Regions from separate parts of the Oryctolagus cuniculus genome. Here regions 2 and 3 are each linked to region 1. A link is a contact called in public Hi-C and Micro-C data. All regions are on one chromosome and are shown on one strand. The core of a region is the stretch at or near the end of the contact, and the rest is flanking DNA. Distances in the headings are between cores, read along the strand shown. Region 1 holds the start of RHOU (ras homolog family member U). Region 2 has its middle 150 kb from the start of RHOU. Region 3 overlaps LOC103345811 (2-iminobutanoate/2-iminopropanoate deaminase).

What was found. A called contact is a pair of places that touch in the nucleus more often than the background predicts.
Region 2: a contact with region 1 is called in a Hi-C map of skin fibroblasts, with 5 times the contacts expected there. The contact joins the enhancer-like site here to the promoter of RHOU in region 1. A contact is called at or near these places in 5 of 6 Hi-C or Micro-C datasets (ear pinna, liver, psoas muscle and 2 more).
Region 3: a Micro-C map of ear pinna shows a contact between it and region 1, with 15 times the contacts expected there. The contact joins the enhancer-like site here to the promoter of RHOU in region 1. A contact is called at or near these places in 3 of 6 Hi-C or Micro-C datasets (ear pinna, psoas muscle and an unstated tissue).

What each region holds. Positions count from the first base shown.
Region 1 is chr13:90,605,811-90,608,873 of mOryCun1.1, reverse strand. It overlaps RHOU (ras homolog family member U), which reads left to right and starts at 1,473. Exons shown (of 3, transcript XM_008251049.3): 1 at 1,473-2,021. The coding sequence starts at 1,760.
Region 2 is chr13:90,455,201-90,458,231 of mOryCun1.1, reverse strand. No RefSeq gene overlaps it. Among named protein-coding and RNA genes, the nearest start is that of RHOU, 150 kb to the left of the region's middle. Within about 2 kb of position 1,706, at least 2 of the 8 cell types and tissues checked have an H3K27ac peak or open chromatin away from gene starts, as enhancers often do.
Region 3 is chr13:90,390,510-90,393,394 of mOryCun1.1, reverse strand. It overlaps LOC103345811 (2-iminobutanoate/2-iminopropanoate deaminase), which reads right to left. Exons shown (of 4, transcript XR_011381659.1): 4 at 1,906-2,885. Among named protein-coding and RNA genes, the nearest start is that of NUP133, 110 kb to the right of the region's middle. Within about 2 kb of position 1,359, at least 1 of the 8 cell types and tissues checked has an H3K27ac peak or open chromatin away from gene starts, as enhancers often do.

The DNA of each region.
Region 1 (3,063 bases), core at 224-2,723:
AGGTGCAGTTAAGTGGTAATAGTTAACATAGATACAGCGTGTGCTCATAGCCTAGTCGCCTAGGGCCTTAGAAGGCACCCTTTTCAAGTGAGGGGTCCTCGGTCCAAGCTTCTGGCCTCTTGATTAACCCTTCTCTGCATTCTGACCACGGCCATACTTCCAAGTCTGAGCTGAGCACAAGGGCTTCTTTTCACCTTTAGGACATGGGTTAGGAGCTCTTGAAATAGAGCTGGACTCTGAGTTTCTACTCTGGCCCTGGTGCTCGTAAGCTTATGGCACTCAAAACACATTACTTACATTACTTACAAGCTCAGGTTTTCTCATCTGTGAAATGGGCACAAGTCATGTTAAGATAAAAGGAATTGGCCAGCGCCGGGGCTCACTAGGCTAATCCTCCTCCTGCGGCGCCAGCACCCCAGATTCTAGTCCCGGTTGGGGTTCCGGTTCTGTCCTGGTTGCTCCTCTTCCAGTACAGCTCTCTGCTGTGGCCCAGGAGGGCAGTGAAGGATGGTCCAAGTGCTTGGGCCCTGCACCGGCATGGGAGACCAGGAGGAAGCACCTGGCTCCTGGCTTCTGATTGGCGCAGTGCGCCAGCCACAATGCTCCCACTGCAGCAGCCACGTGGCCGGGGGGGGGGGGGGGGGGTGTGAACCAACAGAAAAAGGAAGACCTGTCTCTCTCTCTCTCTCTCTCTCTCTCTCTCTCTCACTGTCCACTCTGCCTGTCAAAAAAAATTTTTTTTAAAAAGATAAAAGGAATTAACAAATGCAGAGTGCTGGTTCATAGAGCGACTCCATATCTGATAGCTATTAGTAGGATAGTACTCGTGTTGCTGGTATATGTCTCTTCACACACCACAGTATAAACCCCAAGGAGCAGGCCCAGAAGAGATGGCTCTATTCTTTAAATGGGCCTGCAGGTGGGAAGAAAACAGAAGAAAGAGGCAAGGATAAACGGACTGTATTTTCAGGTAACACTCACGTCGCCAAATAACATTTAAGCAATGGGAGCCATAAAGAAACACCTTGGGCCATAACCGCAGGAAGGCGCGTGACAGACCCAAAGCGGGGAAAAATCTAAATAGCAGGAACAACAGGGCCGGCGTCCTTGTGCTCCTAGATGAGAATAAATGATTTGAAAAGAAAACTCCCAGCAGCACGGAACAGGGGAGTGAGGGCGTGGAAGAAACTCAGGTTTCGGAACCGTCTCGGCCAGGCAAGGCCAAGGCCCCAGTCCCCGGGAGCTTGGGAACAAGCTGCCCACGCCGGCCCGGGTGCTGCGGGCGCTGCGCCCCCCGGGGGGCGGGTGCTCGCGGCTCCCACCGAGCGAACGCTCGGGATCCGCCGCGGAGCCGCCCAGCAACGCGGGTGCAAGGACGCGGAGCGCAGGCTGGCGGCGCTGTGGCCTCGGCGCGGGGACGGAGGGGCCCCGCCGGACCCGCCTCTTTCCCCTCCCCTGCCGCCCGCCCCCCAACGCGTCGTGTCGCCGGGAAGCCGGGCGGAGGCAGAACGATCGGGCAGCACGGCGCTCGGGCCGCAGTCCTCCCAGCACGCGGGGCAGAGCCAGCTGGCGCCCCCGGGAGCGCGGAGCGGCGACCCTCCCGCCGCCTTTGTCCGCGCGAGCCGCGCGGCCGGAGCAGGAACGCGCTCCCGCCGCTGTCGGTGACAGCTCCACCCTCCCTCCCTCCACCCTCCGGGGCGGAGGGGCGGTCGGGCCGGGCCCTGATCGCCCGCGCCTGCAGGTCTGCGCGCGAGGACCGATGCCCCCGCAGCAGGGGGACCCCGCGTTCTCCGGCCGCTGCGAGGCGCCGCCCGTGCCGCCTCGCCGGGAGCGCGGAGGACGAGGGGCGCGCGGGCCCGGGGCGCCGGGGGGCCGGGGGCGCGCGGGCGGCGCGGAGGGGCGCGGCGTCAAGTGCGTGCTGGTCGGCGACGGCGCGGTGGGCAAGACCAGCTTGGTGGTGAGCTACACCACCAACGGCTACCCCACCGAGTACATCCCCACCGCCTTCGACAACTTCTCGGGTGAGCCACGGCGCGCGGGGCGGGCGGGGGCGGGGGGAGCGTGGGAGGGGGGAGCCCGCAAGTGCGGGGCGCAGGCTGGGGACTCCGAGCCAGCTGGAGTTGGCCGCGGAGGGACGAGGAGCCCCGAAACCGGGGCTTGGGGAGGCGCAGGCAGGCGGGGCAGGGAGTCGGAGTCGGTGCCTGAAGAGATCGCTCAGTTCAGTAACCCGGGGACGGACCGAGTGGAACAGGTGGAGTTCAGGTGCTAGTCTGCCACGCAGAGGAGTTGCGTCAGGTCGACGTTGCTGACGCCACTGTCCCATGTCTTGGGCAAGGTGACGCACAGGTGCCTCTGCCTTTTTACCTGGGGCTGCGTCCCTCGCTGGGGGCTCAGCTGCACGCGGGGGGGCCGCATCTCCAGGCTTTAAAGGGCCGCCCTGGTGGCCCTGGAGGCGGCTGAGATTTGCGCTAACCCTGGGGCGTGAACAGCCTTTCTCTTCCCAGCCGGTTGGCTGTTCCAGCTGGCTGGTAACTTCAGGAGCTCTCTTCAAGCTACTGAAGACCCCTGGGTACGGGCTGCCCCGTCGTTTGGTGTGGGTGATTGAACGCTAAACCATCCCCTTGATGTTGGTTTTTCAGATCTTCTTGAATTCTAAAAAAAAAAAAAAAAAAAAAAAAGTTAAAAATGACAGAAGCCAGTGGGGGGGGGCACTGTCTTAAAAATATACCCCCGTTCACCCACCCCAAGTTCCTGATGGGCAGGTCCTGGTGCCTCCCTTCTTCAAGATACCCTAGATAAAAGGGCACCACACTAGTGGGCCCTGTCTCTTCTTCCTCCCCCTCCCCCAGCCTACTCGGATAAACATTTCTAAACTGTTGGGAAGTTGTTGTAGAAAGAGCCCGAACTGAGCACCGCTTTCCCATGGAGATCTCCATGCCTGGGCCAGACGCAGGCCCCCTCCTCCCACCCCAAATACCCTGATCCTGGTCAAAAGGTGGGCACCGGGCGGCTTGCTTTCCTTCCCTTTCTTAATCCTCTCTTTGAACTGACAGAGAGAGATAA
Region 2 (3,031 bases), core at 457-2,956, 150 kb after region 1:
TCCTCACACCTCTTTAGGTCCCAGTTGAGCCTAAACTGTGCTCTCCTACACATGCACGGGCACGTGTACATGAGACACAGCTCATACACACTCAGCACACAGCACACACTCACATGTGAAGTTGTCAGCGCCAGTGGTGAGAATTGCTGATAGAGAGGGAATTGGGAAATCAGCATCCTGGCCTAGAGTTCACATGGTGCTTGGAGAACACCACCATATGCCTGTAGAGAGGGGCTCCAGGCATTGCAAAGCAAATTGTATCTTTTTAGACTTTGGGAGTAGCCTGTGTACGTATCTTTGGAGCTCAGATGAGAAAGCATAAGAGTCAGGAGCAGAGGTATCCTCTTCTCTCTGCACAGGATACAGGGGCAGCTGTGGCAGTGAGACCGCAAGAGAAGGTTATGTCATTAGGTGCCATGGAGATTCTTCAACTTCAGAAGACAGACCCTAATAGGTGGTGGCCATGGAAGGCAACTGCCGATGTCTCCTAGAACCTAGAAGGAGCCCAAGAAGAAGGGGAGAGGCTTGGGGTTGAGCATGAGTGAGATTGTTTGAGTTCTGGAATGAGTGCTATTCTAGAAACTACACCTCTGTGTGTATGTCTGTGTTCCTACTTGCTGATTTATCTACCCAACTCTTTTATCTAGCTATCATTTATTTAGCCATTATCTATCGATCACCCATCATCTATCTATTATCAGCTATCTTTGATCTGGGTTGGATGCTGAAGATTTAGCTGTTTAGGATGTAGAAGTAAAAAGTCCATTAGACTTGGCCATGGATGCTGATATGTCCTCTCTCACTGGAACCAACCAGTTGGTGAGGGATTTGGGAACCCTTTTGCAATGTAGCAAATAGGCCCAAACCTTAACTTATGGAGGCATCCTGTGTCTTAGGGATAATTCTCAACCCAAAGGGGCTCTTGGAAAAAGCGAGCAAAAAAAGGATTGCTTCTGAAAACCAGAAATCCCTGCACCCTAGTCCTGGCATGAAGCTAGCAGTATATGGCAAGGTGCCCACAGCTGGGCTTTTCCTGGTCTCTTTTTTCACATACCACAGGCAGCCATTGCTACAAGGGAGCCTCAGCTGGCACCACTCCACTGGTCATTTAGTCCCAGTCCTCGTGAGTCAACCAGAACACTCTGCCAGTGGCCATTGTTCTGCTGTGCAGTTTTATCTGGAGCGATGCCATGGACTCTATGCTGATTTTTTTCCCTTGCAGGAAAAAAAACTCTCTACATGCCAAATATGGACAGAGTTCATTGGAGGTAGTCACAAAGCCAGACTAAGCGAACTAGTGCAGCTAACACAAAAGCCAATCCAAACACCGAGCCACTATAAGTACAGGAAATTTTGTTAAAAGGGAAAGATGTAGAAGGAAAAGAGGAGGAGGAAGTGTGCAGTTTGGAGTCCTGTTGCAGGCTCTGTCCTAGCAATTCTCAGAGTGGGTGGGCTCCATGGGTACACTGGGGCTTTGGGTACTAAATCTTCCCCACCATTCCCCAATGATAGTGGACATCAGTGGTTGTTTCCTCAGTGCTTTCCTTTCCTTAACCTGGAACCTGAAAAAGTCAACCCTTCCTTTCCCAGACCCAGAGAAGACCAAGGCTTCAGATGTGGTCAGCTTTTGTCAACCCCTAAAAGGTTGACTTCCAAATGGAGCTAAGAGAGAGACGAGGCAGGGCTGGAGGCCTCCAGCTCTGGAGGTGCCAGATGTCACGGAGAGATCTTGGCTCTACAGTGAGCAGCTGCAGGAACAGTGGGCTGGCTTCTCAGAGCCAGCTGGCTATCATCTGGAGCCCTGGAGCCTGCAATCCTCCCAGCAGGCAGCCTCCCCAGGGTAGCAGGAGCTGTGGTGACCTTGGCAACCAGTTTCGGAATGTGGTTTTGGGTGTCATTCCTAGAAACTTAGCTTTGAGTCGGCTTCCTTGGCTATCCTGGTGATTCTGTGAACCATGTAAAGCCTAGGCAAATCCTTCTCTGATTATAGCAGCAAAGATGTATCATTTCCTATGCAACTCAACACTGATTAATTGGAGTACAAAGCTGATTGCCATATTCACCCTGCAATGAATAGGATGACAGGAGCCCCGAGGTAATCTTGGTGAATTGATGCCTTTAAGCAGAATAGCAATGATAAATGGAGGAGTAGGAAGGGATAGAGGGAGATTGGATAATGGATCAGTTTGAAGAAATAAGTTCCTGGGGTCACAAAACACAGTGGGGTGACTGTGGTTCACAATAACCTTGTATTATGAGCAAAGAGAAGAGAGGAACGCCAAGGCCCCAGTATTGGCAAAGAGGAGGAAATGTTGATGACCCTGATTTGATCAGTGCCCATTGTATATGCATATTGAAACATCACACTGTGTCCCATTAATAAGTATAACTATTAGTAAAAGAATGTCAAGGAGATTTTCCCAGCTTTCCAATCTTCCCACATCAGAAATCTTCACCAACCCCAGTATGTATCTTCTATGATATTTAAGGGAAATTCATCCCCATATTTTAAACTATGCCACACTGAACTAGGAATACCTGGTCAAGATAGAATTATCTTTAGAGGGGGTGGTATTGGGGTCTGGACACTGGTGTCCATGGAGACAGACAACCCTTTTTGTTAACATCATGCTGTGAATATTTGGCTCCCCAGTTGCAAGAGTTTAGCCCTCAAAGTCTTATGTTAACAGCACTAGGAAGATAGACACTTAATTCAGCTATGGTGTTTAAAGGTTCAGCCTTTGGGAAGTGGTTGGACTGAATTAGGTTGCTAGGGTACAACCCTCATGACTGAATCGTGACAGCTTTATAAGGAGAGGAAAGGAGACCCCATGTAGAGATATGCGTGATCCCCGACTCTTATTATGTCAGAGCCACCCTAGCTCTGCTAGCAAGAAAATACCACTAGAGGCTGAACGAATGGGGCCCATCCAGTCTTGGACTGTGAATCTCCAGAACTATTTGTCAAAATAAATTTCTTTTCTTCACAAAGTTAGCCTCCCTCAAGCATTTCATTATATATAGTAAGGCA
Region 3 (2,885 bases), core at 110-2,609, 220 kb after region 1:
TCTTAAATGAACACAATCATAGAAGCATATATAGATATACAGAAAACATTAAAAATAATTTTTGAGTGTTTACCATGTGCCAATAAAATTATTCCATATATTTTTTTAAAAAAGATTTATTTATTTATTTGAGAGGCAGAGGTAGAGAAAGTCTTCCATCTGCTGGTTCACTCCCCAAATGGCTGTAATGGCTGGAGCTGCGCTGATCCGAAGCCAGGAGCCAGGAGCTTCTTCCAGGTTTCCCACAAAGGTGCAGGGGCCCAAGGACTTGGGCCATTTTCCACTGCTTTCCCAGGCCACAAGTAGAGATCTGGATCAGAAGTGGAGCAGCCAGGACTCAAACCAGTGTCCATATGGGATGCTGGTACCGCAGGCAGCTGCTTTACCTGCTACATCACAGTGCCGGCCCCCCCATACACTCTGCAGCCATCCTACCAGATAATACTGGATCAACTGTGGAAAATGGAGCACAGAGATGTAAAGTGACCTGCCCAACCTTGCAGAGCTAGCAATTAGTGGAGCAGGAACTGACATGGTAAGCAAAGACCAGGTGGGAGAGAGATTCTGTTACTTAAGTCACAAGTAGTACTGCCTCCTGCCTGGGTGAAACCGATCATGTTTCCCAGGAGTGATAAGGCACTCTGGTCTGTTGCTTTCTCTTTATTCTTATTCCCCTGGTAACCAAAACAAATCAATGAACAAGGCGGTCAAGTTAAGGTCATTTGCCTCTGCCCATAATGAAGACTAAGCCCAACCAACTTCCCTCCCAAAAGTGGCACATTTTCCCCTGTACCAGGTTGCCACAGAGAGAGGGACACAAGCGAAGACCCAATTTGGGGCAGGCCACAATGCAAATTAGCCCAGGTTACAGAAACATCTGAATCACTTCTCAGATCCTGTTTTCCACCTATTCCATCGTAGTAAGGTTGCCATTTGCATAACAGAAGTAAGTGCATTGAGAGGCAACCTTAACTACAGCTGACCTGGCTGTGGCTCTTGGTCCTAAAGCCTGCTGTTGCAGGGAATGTAAGAGATTCAAGAGAAATAACCCAGTAGCACCTGGTGCCAATAGTGGGGGTTCCTTACTTTTAGAGAGCATTAAACATAGAAGTCTCCACTCCAACTACAGGGAGGATTTGATGACGTGGAGGTAAGAGGGGCTGGGGGAGCAAGTTTCAACCTCGGAACAGACCATGTCCTAGGGTCCTGGCAGGACCACAGCCCTCACACATCACCTGCAGGTGACCGGCTGGCAATGCCCCACCCCCACCCCACCCCCGCCCTGGTATTACACAAGAGCAGAGTTAAACTGGCAGCAGACTGGAGCACTGAAGTGCCAGGGACATTCTGTGAACAAAGCACAAAGGGTAGAAGGAAGAACAAACTACGCTTGTCCACCATTCACACAGAGCTGTGTTGTGTTTATCCAACATCACAGGGTTCGTTTCATTCAAAAGCCCCTTTCATCACCACCGCTGTCAGTCCAGTCTTTCCCCGGATGATCAGCACCTGAGCTCCACTGTGGCGCATGGATTCTGTGGCTCCACTGAAAACCCACCTGCTGGGATCTGTGCGGGAGGGGTGGACAGCGTACCTGGTGATATCCCACCCTTCAAGGAATCACTCCCTCCTGCTTGTCGCGGCAGAGCCGGAAGGACTTCCAGAGACCTGCTGGAAGGCCGATGTCTGGGGCTCTATGTTCACTGATTTATGGGAGACTTTCAGGGCCGGGATGACACCGTCCTCCTGCCTAGTTTGTTTCCATGGCACTCTGAGCTGGCATCAAGGGCTCCCAAGGCCCATGGACCCGTCTGCCCTGCAGCCTGTACCCCCCACCCGATCCAGACCTCTCCCCAGCTCACGCAGCCCTGGAGCCTCCAACCTCCCCCCCCCCCCCATCAGCTAATCCGCAGAGCAGCGTCCTCTCTCTGTGACGCTCCCTCAGCTAAAAAACTCACAGAACTTAGGAAAGCAAGGATTGGGGCTACCATTGTGGCACAGTGGGTAGCAGCTGCCAGGGACTCCCGCATCCCCTATCACAGTGCCCATCAGAGTCCTGGACTCCCGCATCCCCTATCACAGTGCCCATCAGAGTCCTGGACTCCCGCATCCCATATCACAGTGCCCATCAGAGTCCTGGCCGCTCTGCTTCCAACCCAACTCCCTACTAATGAGTCTGTAATAGCAGCGGAGGTCAGCTTGGGCCCCTGCCAGCTGCATGGGAGACCCCAATAGAGTTCCAGGCTCCTGGCTTCAGCTTGCCCCGCCCTGGCTGTTAAAGCCATTTGGGGAGTGATCAGCAGGTGGACAATTCTCTCTCTCCCTCTTTCTCTCTCTCCGTCTCTCCCTCTCTGTCTCTCCCTCCCTCTCTCTTTGATTCTGCCTTTCAAATAAATAAATAAATCTAATAAAGAATCATTGAAAAATAATTTATCCTTATCTCATGCTAATGCTAAACTTCCAAATAAACACCTGCTACTGTAAACAGAATAATTACCAAATCACCAAAATGCCTAAGTTCTCTTCTAAACAAATTCTACCACACCACTTTTCTTGCTGGGCTCAAAGAACTTCCCATTTGCCGAAGGCTTCTGAGTGCTCATCATTTCCACCCTTCCCCTACCTATTAGACCAAACCTTTGAAGCCCACTGCCTCTTGCAAAAAAGAAGACGTGAAAACCACAGCACACTAGACAGTCTGATTATTGTTGAGGGGCGTCGCAGGACTCACTCTCCACTTGGTAGTTCTATCACAAACACACAAAGCAAGCAGAAGCAGAAAGTAGGCAGGAAATGAATACCAGGCTGACTGGAAACCAGAGAAGACCTCTGTGAAGTAATAGGATCAGGAAAAGGGAAGCCTGGAAGTATTTCTTTTTGAAAAA